Linked DNA regions of Gossypium hirsutum: region 2 is linked to region 1. The links are chromatin contacts, called in public Hi-C maps. All regions are on one chromosome and are shown on one strand. Each heading gives the region's core, a stretch centred on a gene start, on an enhancer-like site or on the middle of the called end of the contact. The rest is flanking DNA. Distances are from core to core; before and after follow the strand shown.

Region 1 (6,585 bases), core at 2,342-4,841:
CTATACAATGCTGCTAGAACAAAGACTTCGAGGATTTCTAAATTTCACAACATCGGAACACCAAATAAGATACGAGAAAATTCAACATTGGCCAATTCTAGTCTGTACACAAATCGCTCGAAGCAATAAAGTCTTTCGATGAGAACGCGATCCGACTATTAGAGAACAAGAGGAGCAACCACCTTCCACTATGGATGAACGACTTCGCATAGAAGCTCGCCTCAAAACAATAGAATCTAACATATCAAGCATCTTCACCATACTGCAAAGTGGTCACTTTCACCATCTTCCGACCCATTGAATATACACGGAGAGTACACTGTACCTCAACTTTTGTTATTCTTTTAATACATTGTGGGCAATGTCGGCTAAGTGGGGGCATGCCATGCTATTGCTTATTTGCATGTGTTCATTCACTTAGATAATTCCTCAATTCATTTTGAAAATTAACCCCTAAATCTTATGCTAAGTTTATTAAAATTACTGGGTGAGTCATGAATAACTATTGCTTACTTGATCAAAAAATATTTTGTAGAATTGAAAATGTTATGGCTTAGTCAATATTTCATATAAATTGTTGGTTCTTTTGAACTTGCTTAATGAAAGTACTCATATTAATAAATAAACAAGTAATCAGTTAATGGCTTCGTTAAGAGTGAAGGATCGAAAATGTGATAAAACTGAGTAACCGGGGTGAGGTGCTTAGATTGTCATCTCATTTAGCGTCAAAAGATTTGGTGACAAACTGAAACTTGTAACATTCCACTAACTAAGCTATAAAATCATTAGGGACATGCCAAGTTAAGTAACCAGGGTGAGATGCTTGATTGTCATCTCATTTCGCGTCAAAATATTTGGCTGTGTCTTGAATTTGTAAAGAAATAAATAAACAAAAAAATATATAATAATGTCGAATTGAGTAACCAGGGTGAGGTGCTTGGGTTGTCATCTCATTTCGTGTCAAAAGACTTGACCATGTTATGAATAAGTTAAAAAAGAAAAAGAAAAAAAAGAAGGAATAATAATAATAAAATATATATTGAGTATGATTGACTTGCAAGTTCGATTAAGCCTAAATTTAGTGAAGTAGTTTAGTTTGACATAGGTTTTATAAAATGCTTATTGATTGAGTCTAGCAATTATTTATTTTTGATTCAACTAATTGTTTGCATTATACTTGGCTGAGAAAGGGGGTTTGATTTTGAAAAGGATTGTCGAATGATTTTTAGTAGACATCATGCTCGAGGACAAGCATGAGCTAAGTGGGGGGAGGGGGAGGAATTTGATAGCAAGACAAATTCATATTTTTAATACATCTATTTTTGGCTAATTATCGAATAAGATGCTACTAAATTTGGATTTTTTTATCAGGAATGAAGTTGATATGCTGAAATTCAAAATCATACAAAAAGGGACTAGATTGAAACAAAAAGCAAAAAGGAGGGGTAAATTGAAATAGTGAAGATTTGAAGTTGGTTGGATAAAGATTGAAGATTTGAAATTGGTTGGATAAAGATCAAATTATTTTTGATATTGTTAAAATTTTGTAATTAGTTTAAATTTGATCTTTATTTTAAATTTGGTTTTTAAATTTTGATTTATCTAGTGATAATGTTTAGGAAAAATCTAGCTAAATTTTAGCACTAGAAGTATGTATAAATACCTAGTGGCTATAACCAACTGAACACACTTAGCTTTTGACATTAATAAATTCTTTTCTTTCTTTCATTTACTGTGTCAGTGCATCATTCTGCAATTTTATTTTTCTTTCTTTTACTTTCAACATTTTGGCTTATTTACCTTCCAAGCCTTTTCCCCTTTTCACTTTCCATAGTTTCCATTCAAAGTCACTTCCATACTCCATCTAGCATGACTTATTTCATGATTAACTAAGTTCATTTTAGCCTTAGTCCGGTTATCACTCCGAAAAAATAATCGCGAGATATGAACCCAAACTAAATACTTTGCAATTCGGTATTCGCTATCTCTCCAGTATATGTGATAGTACAAATTCGTCCCTTAAATTTGATTCGATTTCAATTCAAAAAGTGCACGTTGGGTTGGAATCGTTTGAAATACAATTGGAAAGTTGGGTCGGCCGTGCTGTATTCAAAATCCCGCGAACAAATTGGCGTGTTCAGGTGGGAAAAGCCAATTGGATTCCGCCAAGGGAGATAGTGATCAGATTTAAACGACCCATACGGTTGAGGTTGTTAATTCGAGTTGGGCTTTTCAGATTGTAAGGTTGTCGAAGTCTTAAATTAGGGTACATGTTATGTGGTTAGAAATTCGATAAGGGTCAATTTACTGGTCGTATTAGAACCGACTACAAGAGAAAAAGTTGGTGGTTTGAGGCGTCCTTGACCGCTATAACCAACTTATCGATTGGAAAGAAAAACCTTCTTTCAAGGATCAGTTCAAGTTCAGGGTGTACCGAGGCTAAGACTAAGCTTAAAAATATTTTATTCACTCATTATTTTATTTGCTTAAATTTATTTATGAAATTTTGAATCTGTTCTTATTTTTATTTTATTTCATTACGTATTTGCTTATTTTATTATCTTTATCAATTAAAATCCCTTTTTTCATTTTTCAGCATTACTACGCACAGGTTGTGGGCATGACTGTGATCGTGATAGTGATTTTGGTCATGAGAAAAAAAAATTGGATAGCCAGTTCCTGTGGATTTGACCCTACTACTCTATACTGCTATTTAGTGTTATCTTGTTATAGGAATTTATTTTCGATGGTTTTAATGCTCATTAGTAAATTGTAATAGTAGTTACCCAATTATGAGTAATTTTTTTTTATCATCCAACTATGAAAAGTTATAAAATAGCCACGTGATTATTCGATTTTGTCTTTTTTAGTTACCAACTGGCTAACGATGACAACTTTTAAAATTGGCATAATAGTAACTTTAACTCTCAACATGTATAAATTATGTCAATTTAATCTTGATTCTAAAAAAATTAACTCTCAACCATTACACATTGTGTAATTTGGTCTTTTTTTTGTAGTTTTTTTTTGTTTTGTGATATTGATGGTTAATTTTAAAAGAATAAGAAAAGTTGAAAATTATTTTTTTGAATTTGTGGTATTTCTATTTTTTCTTTTTGTTTATTTTCAATCAAATTTAGTTGATAAATTTATTTTTTTTAGCATTTAGGTAAAATGATCATAAAGAAAAGTAAAACTGTAAAAAAGACTAAATTATATTGTGTATAAATGTTAAGGGTAAAAGTTACTATTATTTAATTTTACAAGTTGCCACAGTTAACATGTTGGTGACTAAAAGGACAAAATTAAATAATTAAATTATTATTTTATAATTTTTTATTATTGAATGACTTAATAAAAAATTTACTAATAATTGTGTGATTATTTTATAATTTTTTATATTTAGTTAAAAAAAATAATTCTCATGACTACTACTCTAGTTTACCCTTAAAAGTTTTAACTATTGAAGTTGGATATTGTGATGTTCGAATTGGGTTGATTAATAGGTCCACTTAAATCAAATTTTTACGAATTGAAAAACTAAATCCTACATCCCTCCCTCAACTTAAAGCCCACGCCCGTACAAAACCAAACCTGCTATTTTCTCAGGCCTTCAACGACATCATTTAAATGGACTAGCGCCTATAGCTGAATCTCTCGAGGTCCGCCTTTTGGGTTTTTCTTTCAGCATTCCCAATTGCCGACCAACTGTTTGATTTTATGTTCGTGTGATATCATTGTTTTCTCTTTTGATTCCTTCTCTTTTGTTTTGTTTCGGGATAAGGTGGATCGTTTCAAGAAGACTTTTAAGTGATTTTTTCTAGCTTAAATTACTAGGTTGTTCGGGATTATGATGGTCTTATTGACTCTGTTAATGCACTTGAGCCAGATAGATTCAGAGGGTATCTGATCAGCAGGTTGGTCGGCTTTTTAGCTTAAATTCGTGTTTTCTTTTTTTTGGGGGGGGGGTAGGGGCGTGTTACTTAGCAATAGCGTTATTTTCTATATACAATTGATAAAAGTGAAAGAAATTAAAAAAAAAAAAAAGAATCTCTGTATATCGAAAATGGCTTAAAATGCTATAATATTGGTTTTTTTGTTTGTTTTGTTTGTTGTACTTAGGGTGAATTCTGATTCGTATTTGAAGTTCAGAAATGAAAATGGTCAAAGTTTACAACTCTCGTGAAATGTTGGGATGTATTACGCTGGTGAGAAGATATTGTTCAAGTGAACCAACGAGAGATGTTTCAGTTACGAGCAAAAAAGTTTGTAAAATCATGATGTCATCCTCTCCAGTGGTGCTTGATACAGCTCTTGATCAAAGTGGGTTACGGGTTTCGCCGGAGGTAGCAGAGGATGTTCTTAAGCGGTTCGAGAATGCTGGTATGTTGGCTTATAGATTTTTTGAATGGGCAGAGAAGCAGCGGAATTATATGCACACTGTTAGGGCTTACCATACCATGATTGGATCTTTGGCTAAGATTAGGCAGTATCAAATCATGTGGAATCTTGTGAATGCGATGAAGAACAAGAGCATGTTGAATGTTGAAACGTTTTGTATTATCATGAGAAAGTATGCAAGGGTTCAAAAGGTGGATGAAGCTGTTTATGCTTTTAATGTCATGGAGAAGTACGGTGTGCCACCAAATTTAGCAGCATTTAATGCCTTACTGAGTACTTTATGTAAGACTAAGAATGTGAGGAAAGCGCAAGAGATTTTTGATAAAATGAAAGATCGTTTTGTGCCAGACTCAAAAACTTATAGTATTTTGATTGAAGGATGGGGTCGTGCTCCGAATTTGCCAAAGGCTAGGGAGATCTACAGAGAGATGGTTGATATGGGTTGTGACCCGGATATTGTGACTTATGGTATAATGGTAGATGTTCTATGCAAAGCTGGCAGAGTGGATGAAGCAATTGGAATTGTTAGGGAAATGGATTCTAATGGTTGCAGGCCGACTTCATTTATTTATAGCGTTTTGGTCCATACTTATGGGATAGAAAACAGAATTGAAGATGCCGTTGACGCATTCCTAGAGATGGAAAGAAATGGAATCAAGGCAGATGTGGTTGTGTATAATGCTCTGATTAGTGCTTTTTGTAAAGTAAACAAATTAAAGAATGTGTATAGGGTATTAAACGAGATGGATTCTAAGGGTGTGACACCAAATGCAAGAACTTGCAATATCATTCTCAACAGCTTGATAGGTCGTGGAGAAACTGATGAAGCTTTTAAGGTGTTCCGCAGGATGATCAAAGAATGTGAACCAGATGCAGACACGTATACAATAATGATAAAGATGTTTTGTGAGAGAGATGAGTTAGACATGGCATTTAAAGTATGGAAGTACATGAAATTGAAGCAGTTTATCCCTAGCATGCACACATTTTCAGTTCTCATAAATGGATTATGTGAGAAGGGCAATGCTGCTAAGGCTTGTATTTTACTAGAAGAGATGTTAGAAAAGGGCATTCAGCCCTCAGGTCCAACATTTGGGAGGTTAAAGCAATTGCTTATAAAAGAAGGGAGAGAAGACGTGCTCAAATTTCTTCAAGAGAAAATGAACCTCCTCATTAAGGAGCCTTTGTGTGATTGAAGAATTCTTCCTTTTTAGTTGTTGAGAATGCTGAATTGATGGAATTGGAATACCTGATTACCTCATGGAATTAAGGTAACTTTTCTGGTCTGACGCATGTAAAAAGAAAGAACACTTTTGCACTTCTCTTTTGTTTTCACTCTCTTCCAAAAGGTTTCAGTCTTGCCTCACTAGTGGACGTGAAAGTAACTGAATCAAACTCTCCATAGGTTTCGCTGTATACACTGCCAGCTACGGGAAAATGTTAACCCGATTTGTAACTTAAAAGAATGGTTCATTCATTATTGCTTTCTAAGAATGGTAATGCTCTGTTAGTGGTGCACATGTCATAAAATTCATTTTATGCATCATATGCTGATTCAGGAGTTTAGTCACAGCAATTCAAGTTTTCATAATTTGAGAACCGGCATGGTTTTTGTGCTTCAAAGCCAAACCTTGCTGATATTTCAAGCGGACACAGTTATTGTCATGACTTTTATTATTATTATTACTATTATTAATATATGTAACCGTTTACATTTATTTGAAGGTCTAAGAAATGAAATATCTATTGAAATGAAATATGAGATGTTTCCGAAAACTCTGATATTCAGAGAAAGACAGAATACAAGAAGGAGAATATGTAGCTGGAAGCAGGAGTAAGAAGCAGGTTTGACTCAATTTGTGTCTATACATTGGTAATCGATAAAAACAGAGGAAGTGGATTAGCATTGTTTTTTAGGCATGCATATGGATATCACGGGCTGTTAAGAGCACGTTTGGCGTCTCTTGATGCCATGGGTTCTTTCAAGAGGTAAATGAACTAATCAGCCCTCTCAGTGCAAGTACTTGCTAAGTTCTTGTGTTTTAGATGTGAAAGAAATCAGAAGTTAAGGCAAAGCAAAGAATCATATATGCTGCTTTCACTGTTAATACTGAGTCTGGGGAATTCTAGGTCAGATAGATTTGTGAAATCTATCACCTGATTATGTGATTTTTGCCCGTTTTG
Region 2 (6,585 bases), core at 2,946-5,445, 270 kb before region 1:
ATCGTGTCATCAAGGAGAACGTGTGCTGCAGGGCCGTGGGCGACAAATACGAGAAGACGACAAATACGAGAAAGACTTCTGCCAACAACCGAAGATGCGGTCCTATAAACTTGATCATTTCTATTGTCTCATCATCACCGCCTTCACCCCCACCCTCTTGCTCGTCTCCATCTCCATCATCGTCATCATGTTTGTCTTTGTCTTTGCCTTCATATCTATTGCCTTCCTCCATGCTCAAGTGCGATGTTGTCCTAGCCTCTCATCATGTATCCTCTACTCCACCAACAAACGGTTGCACTGATGACCCACCATAATAAAACAATATTGTTGACAGTGTTTGTGTCACTACCGGCATGTAACTGTAAAGTGCTATAAAACCCGAATGAGTCGACATTGACCCTGCACTAACATCGACTGCTGAATTGGCATCTATATCGGTGTCGTCATCTGTAACGGTGCATGCATCAGCATCTGGCCTAACATTTGGGTCGGCATCAATGTTAGCATGAAGGTGTAGAATGTGGGGGACGTCAAAGCCTCAAAATATGTACCTGTGGGAACAAAAAGATCGGGAATGTGTAGCGGTGGTGCATAGTGTGGTACTTGTGAAAAAATCATGGGGTTAGTGAAATGAATAGAAATAAGTGGAGTAAACTGACAAGAATATTGCGTAGACATAGGCGGCGTTGTTTCGAGCAAAGTCGATGACAAACCCATCGTACAACCACGTCTGGCCCTACACTGTTGTTGGGGGCGGTCACCGTTCCCTCTTCTAATAAAGTTGCCTTCCGCCTCCACCAATAGTAGATACGTCTTACTGTCAACTCTGAACCACAGTAAGTACTCCAAACAGGTCGTCATGTACGCTGAGAAAAATGGTTCGCAGATGGGTAAGAATTCCATCCTATGATTTCAAGCCTCAATGTAGACCTTGTGAACCTCTCACCAATCCTCGTCGTTTTTCCCCTGTATGTCTACACTGTGTAGCTCCTTCAAGTCTCATGGTGGTGACAGAATTTGTTGCCTCCACTCAAACTATCACATCACCTGGTCTAATTCTTGTATTTCTACCGTTGCATACATTATCAACAGCACCTTCATATCCCATATCCTTCAATTGGCCAACACTTCAGGCAAGATACAATATATGATATCGATGTCGGCGTACGACATCCATTCAAATTGGAATGCACAATTGTAAATTTCATTATTTACAAAATTTTATTTTACAAATCATTGCGTAATTAATATAGTTTCGAAAGAATAAGCAACTAATATTGGCTTCCGAGCATTGATCTAATAACATCCTACTATCTTCCAACTCCTCGATTAGTCCCACATAACTCAGCCTCAAATTCCACTTGTAAAAGCGATTTATTAGTTCAAACATATAATAAATAAAAATTTTATTATATAAACTACATATTTATTAATAAATGATTTTTACCTTGTCACCAACAAAAATATGTATAGGTCGTTCGTTCGAGGACGTAGAAATGGTAGCCGCCAGTAAGCCCACGACTGCAGCAAGAGTAGGCAATCACTGATTGAATTCTTATCTAGTTCTATGGCTCGACACAACTCCCAGTATAACATGGCCAACACGGCATCCTAAACTTAGTTTTCTACATTCTTTGAAGTTTACTAGGTGTAATAGCCACCTTACGTGCACCAAAATTTAAGATTTATCGGGCATTAAAATACCTTCGATTAACTGAATGATGATTGCTCGAGCGTATTATTGCGGAGGAAGCTTTTCGAAATCTTTCTCCAACCAATTCGTCGATATTTGACCACCTTTAAACTTGTTTAAGATCGTCCCTAATAATGTCACAAAGAAATTCTCTTTATTGGGAACGATCACTGCTCCTGTGACGACTAGCCCATCTACCGGCAGATCGAATTGTAACACCATATCCTCTAGTGTGATTATACACTTGCTGCATAGAAAATGGAAAGTGTATGTCTCGAGCCTCCATCTTTCCACCAACGTGTTGATGAGTTTAGGATCGAGTTTACAGCCCTCTAGCATATAAGACATATGTAAGGATCCTTTCTCTTGCAAGTAACCACGAATTTTGGTGATTGGAGGCTTTACCAAATTATGTATGAACGCCTCCAAAACATGATCATCTGCCTATTTATAACGAAAAAATATTTTTAAATTAAAAAACAATTTAAATTAACTTAATAAAAAATAACGAAAATTAAAATTTCAACTTACCATTACTGCTTTAGCGGCGAAAATGTGATTGTCGTCGAATTGAATTAGAGAGGTTGTCATTCATGAAAATATAATCCGAACGAATAAAACAAGAATAATTAAAAAAAACTAATTTTTTTTAAAAGAGAAAATCAAAAAATTTAGAATAGGAACTTGAGAAAATTGAGAGACTTGTTAGAGTTAGGAGATTAGGAACAATTGAGAGAATAGGATGTGAGTGAAAAAAAAATTTTGGAGGTCTTTATGGGTAAAAAAATTTTGACCGTTGCCCCTATTTTTAATTTTTTTACCGTTACACGGCCAACGTTGAAAATGTTGTTAGATTTGACCGTTGGGAAAAGCGCGGCCAGCTAGACGTGCTTTTTGTTTCTCTCTAAAAACGATTTATTTTCCTAAATTTAAAAAAAAGAGAGCTTATAAGCCTAATTAAAAAAAAACAGTGGCATATATGGTTAATTTCCCCTATATCCGTTATATGGTTCATGAAAATTATTTTTTTTGGAGATATGTAATTGCCCTTTCCAACAATATTGTTTCCAATATTATTTAAATTATAATAAATTAATATTAAAATTCAAACCTTGATAAATTTTTGCGTTGTTTTAATATTAAATATTTTTAAAATTAAATAACATTAATATGTTAGTTAAATATTTTTTTAAAAATGTTTTTAAAATTAAATAACATTAATATAATTAGTTAAATATTTTTAAAAAATATTTTATAATTATATAATTTTTTATTTATTAAAAGATTAAATTAAAATAAAAATATTTTAAAATTAATAAACACAACACCCTAAACTATTTATATATGTACTTATTTTCGTGTACAATAAGTTCAGATTTTTACGAGGTATGTGAGCACAAAACCGGTGGCGTGCCCTGGCATCTTAATGAACATCAACATCACTAGCATTTGATTCCACTCAAAAAGTGGATTTCCATTGCAAATCTTTCCATACGAGGGAGGACCCAAAATTAAAATAAAAATGATAAGCATTTTTAGTTGAAACTTTCCGTTTAAAAAAAAAATCGATGTTAAGATAAATCTCTAACTTTTACTTATTTTATCATTTTGGTTTTTATTTTTTATTTTTATCATTTTGACCCTTAACTTTAAAATTTAAGTCAAATTTTTTACTTTTTGACAGAAAAACTAACTGAATTGTTAACATTTTAACAATGCTTTACTACTAATATGAATAAATTTTCTAAAAGTTATTATAAACTCTTTGAAATTTATTGATTTTTAAAATATCTTTTTATTAACTTTTATTTTATTTTTTTATGAATTAAACGTGGTCACATCAATTTTGTTATAATTTTAACAGTTTAATTAATTTTTTTGTCAAAAATCAAGCAATTTGACTAAAATTTAAAAGTTGAGTGTCAAAACAACCCAAAAAAAAAGAATAAGGATCAAAATGATAAAATGAGTGAAGGTTATGGGTTAAATTGAATTTAAATTTTATTATTTTGAAACTAAATAAATGCGGGTGAGGCAAAAAGTTTAATTTTTGTTAAGGGTTAACAAATATTTGATGAATTGAACTAATTTAAAAAAATATTATAAAATTATATTTAAAAAACATTATAATCAATGTTGTTAGAAGGAAGAGTAAGATTATTCAGTCTAAAATAAAATAAAAGAATAAATTTGTAGTTACTTGATAATTGTCTACTTTTTATGTAAAAATAACTGCTAAAGTTCAATTATTCAAATTTGCAGTAGGCGACAGATCTTGTGACAGTTTGAAATTTGAATTCAAAAAAAATACCTGTAACCTAATACACCCAGCTCTGACTTATGCTTTCAATGGGGTTGAAAGACCAAAACCCCCCGAACCATGGTATTTTCACGTGTCGTTTTTTAAATTGAACAAGGACCAAAAATTAAAATGAAGTGGCCCCCACATTTTACGCTCCTAACGATTATCGAGTGGAAGCAACGGCCAGGATGTTTGGACATTTCAAATCACCCCATTTCCCCGCCTCAAAAGGATGTTCAAGAAAAATATAAAAATGGAAACCACGGCTTTCTTTGCTACTCTCTTTCCAACAAAGAAAGCTGCAATATGTCGACGCAAAATGGTAATCGGCGATCGTCGTTTTCCTCCTCTACGACGTCGTCTTTGGCCAAACGACATGCATCGTCCTCGGATAACGTCGGAAAAGTCATGGCTTCTATGCCTAAAAAGAGAGTCCCTCTTAGTAACATTTCTAACCAGAAGAACACCTCAAGAAGCTCCGTTTCGGCTTCTTCTTTGGTGGGTCTTATGCTCTTCTCTCTTTTCTTGTTTCTTGTTCATTGTTTCCGGATTTTTGTTTTAAGAGGCAATGTAGGAGTTACATTGTTCTTTGAATTTGATGGGGACTTCAAAGTTATATCAAGAACTTGATTTTACGTTAATTAAAAAGAACTATGAGCAGACCAATTTTGGGTTGCCTTTATTTCATTTTCTAAGTAATTTTTAGTCAGGTAAAGAATTTTGAGCAGCAAATTTGATATTTCTTGTAATTTGTAGTCATAATGTTTTTTTTTTCTTTTACAAATTTGCAACTCTTTTGATTTCTTATTACGCATTTTAGTTACATTGTAATCCAATTGAAAACAGTGCTTAGCATCTGTGTCTGTTCATATTTTAACGCCTTTAACGCTATGTCTCATATTGATAATATTCTTGGGGTGCTTCAGCTTTTGATTCTTGATTTTTGAATTTGAAGGTACCATGTTCAAACAAAGTCCCCAAGACCAGGAAGACAATGCCTGATAACAAAAATGTAGGTTTTTCAGGGCATGTTTTACCTTCAACACATGTACAACCCGGTTCAGTTCCGCCTCCCAAGGTTGTCACATCTTTTCCAAGAGGAAATGAAGTGGCCTTGCCCCCTCCTCCTGCTACTATCTCCACCATCCCTCCTCCACCATCTACCATGGAGGTTTCGCCTAGCAAATCAGATGGCTTATCAGTTTCCATGGACGAGACAATGTCTACCTGTGATTCTTTCAAAAGTCCTGAAGTTGAATATATGGACAATCATGATGTTACGGCTGTTGATTCGATTGAACGAAAGACGTTCAGAAATCTCTACATTTCGGACCATGTTGAAGCACCAGGTTCAGTATCCAGTGCAAAAAGAAAGCTAGTTTCTAAACAATTGCCTTGGTTAAACAATCATTTCTTACTGTTGTACTTGCAGGGAATATATGCAATAGAGATGCAGTTGCAGAGATGGAAATGGATGATAAGATAATTGATGTTGATGACAATTACATGGATCCACAGCTTTGCGCAACATTTGCTTGTGATATTTACAAGCACCTACGTGCATCTGAGGTTTGTCCTGATTGGATTGGAAAGCTCTGGCTGTGGTTCTGGTTCTCATTTGTGTGCCTGTATAGGTCTGTCATCTTGGATTTCTCCTAAACTTATTTCTGTTGGTTTTCAGGTGAAGAAAAGACCTTCCACTGACTTCACGGAGAGAATTCAGAAAGACATAAATTCCAACATGCGTGCAATTCTAATTGATTGGCTTGTAGAAGTAAATTTTCTGTCTGCTTATAAAGTTTATGTTTATTTAGAATCCAATACACGTGAGAAATAAAGAGTCCGAACAACATAGACTCTTTGCTATCACCTTATTTAAGTCTAGACTTTCAATTTTTACTTGCAGGTGTCTGAAGAGTACAGGCTTGTACCAGATACATTATATTTGACAGTGAACTACATAGATCGGTATCTTTCAGGGAATATGATGAACAGGCAACGCCTACAGTTGCTTGGTGTTGCCTGCATGATGATTGCAGCGTAAGAAAAACGACATTCCCTTATTTTGTTTCTTTACTTTTTTCATCTGCAAGATGTTTCCATGGATGGATACATTGTTAACATTACAGTGTTCAATTCCATCAGAAAATATGAGGAGATTTGCGCTTCTCAGGTGGAGGAGTTCTGCTACATCACTGATAATACATATTTCAAAGAGGAGGTTATAGAAATGGAATCTTCTGTTTTGAATTACTTGAAGTTTGAAATGACTGCCCCAACAGCTAAATGTTTCTTAAGGTAAAATTGCCAAAAGCTCATCATTATTGAATGTACAAGTTTCCCTTCCTTGTATTAACTAGTGCTCATTGATAATATGCCATTTCGTTTTCAGACGGTTTGTTCGAGCTGCTCAAGGGATCATTGAGGTAATTTGTCTTTGGGTTATCATTGCTTCATCATTTGGCTCCCGCTTTGTTATATTCAAAATAACATTCCTGTGGTGGTTTGTGATTAGGTTCCATTAATGCAATTAGAGTGCATGGCCAACTATATCACTGAACTCTCTCTCCTAGAGTACAGTATGCTTTGT

Evidence for each region. A called contact is a pair of places that touch in the nucleus more often than the background predicts.
Region 2: a contact with region 1 is called in a Hi-C map of leaf, with 2.1 times the contacts expected there. The contact joins the promoter of LOC121210909 here to the promoter of LOC107949484 in region 1. A contact is called at or near these places in 2 of 34 Hi-C or Micro-C datasets (hypocotyl and leaf).

The regions. Positions count from the first base shown.
Region 1 is chrA02:57,863,805-57,870,389 of Gossypium_hirsutum_v2.1, reverse strand. It overlaps LOC107949484 (pentatricopeptide repeat-containing protein At1g77360, mitochondrial), which reads left to right and starts at 3,591. Exons shown (of 2, transcript XM_041086117.1): 1 at 3,591-3,917; 2 at 4,123-6,153. The coding sequence starts at 4,155. The coding sequence ends at 5,597.
Region 2 is chrA02:58,131,173-58,137,757 of Gossypium_hirsutum_v2.1, reverse strand. It overlaps LOC121210909 (cyclin-A1-1), which reads left to right and starts at 4,195. Exons shown (of 10, transcript XM_041082850.1): 1 at 4,195-4,493; 2 at 4,951-5,344; 3 at 5,428-5,564; 4 at 5,677-5,769; 5 at 5,902-6,035; 6 at 6,141-6,293; 7 at 6,388-6,421; 8 at 6,511-6,585. The coding sequence starts at 4,302.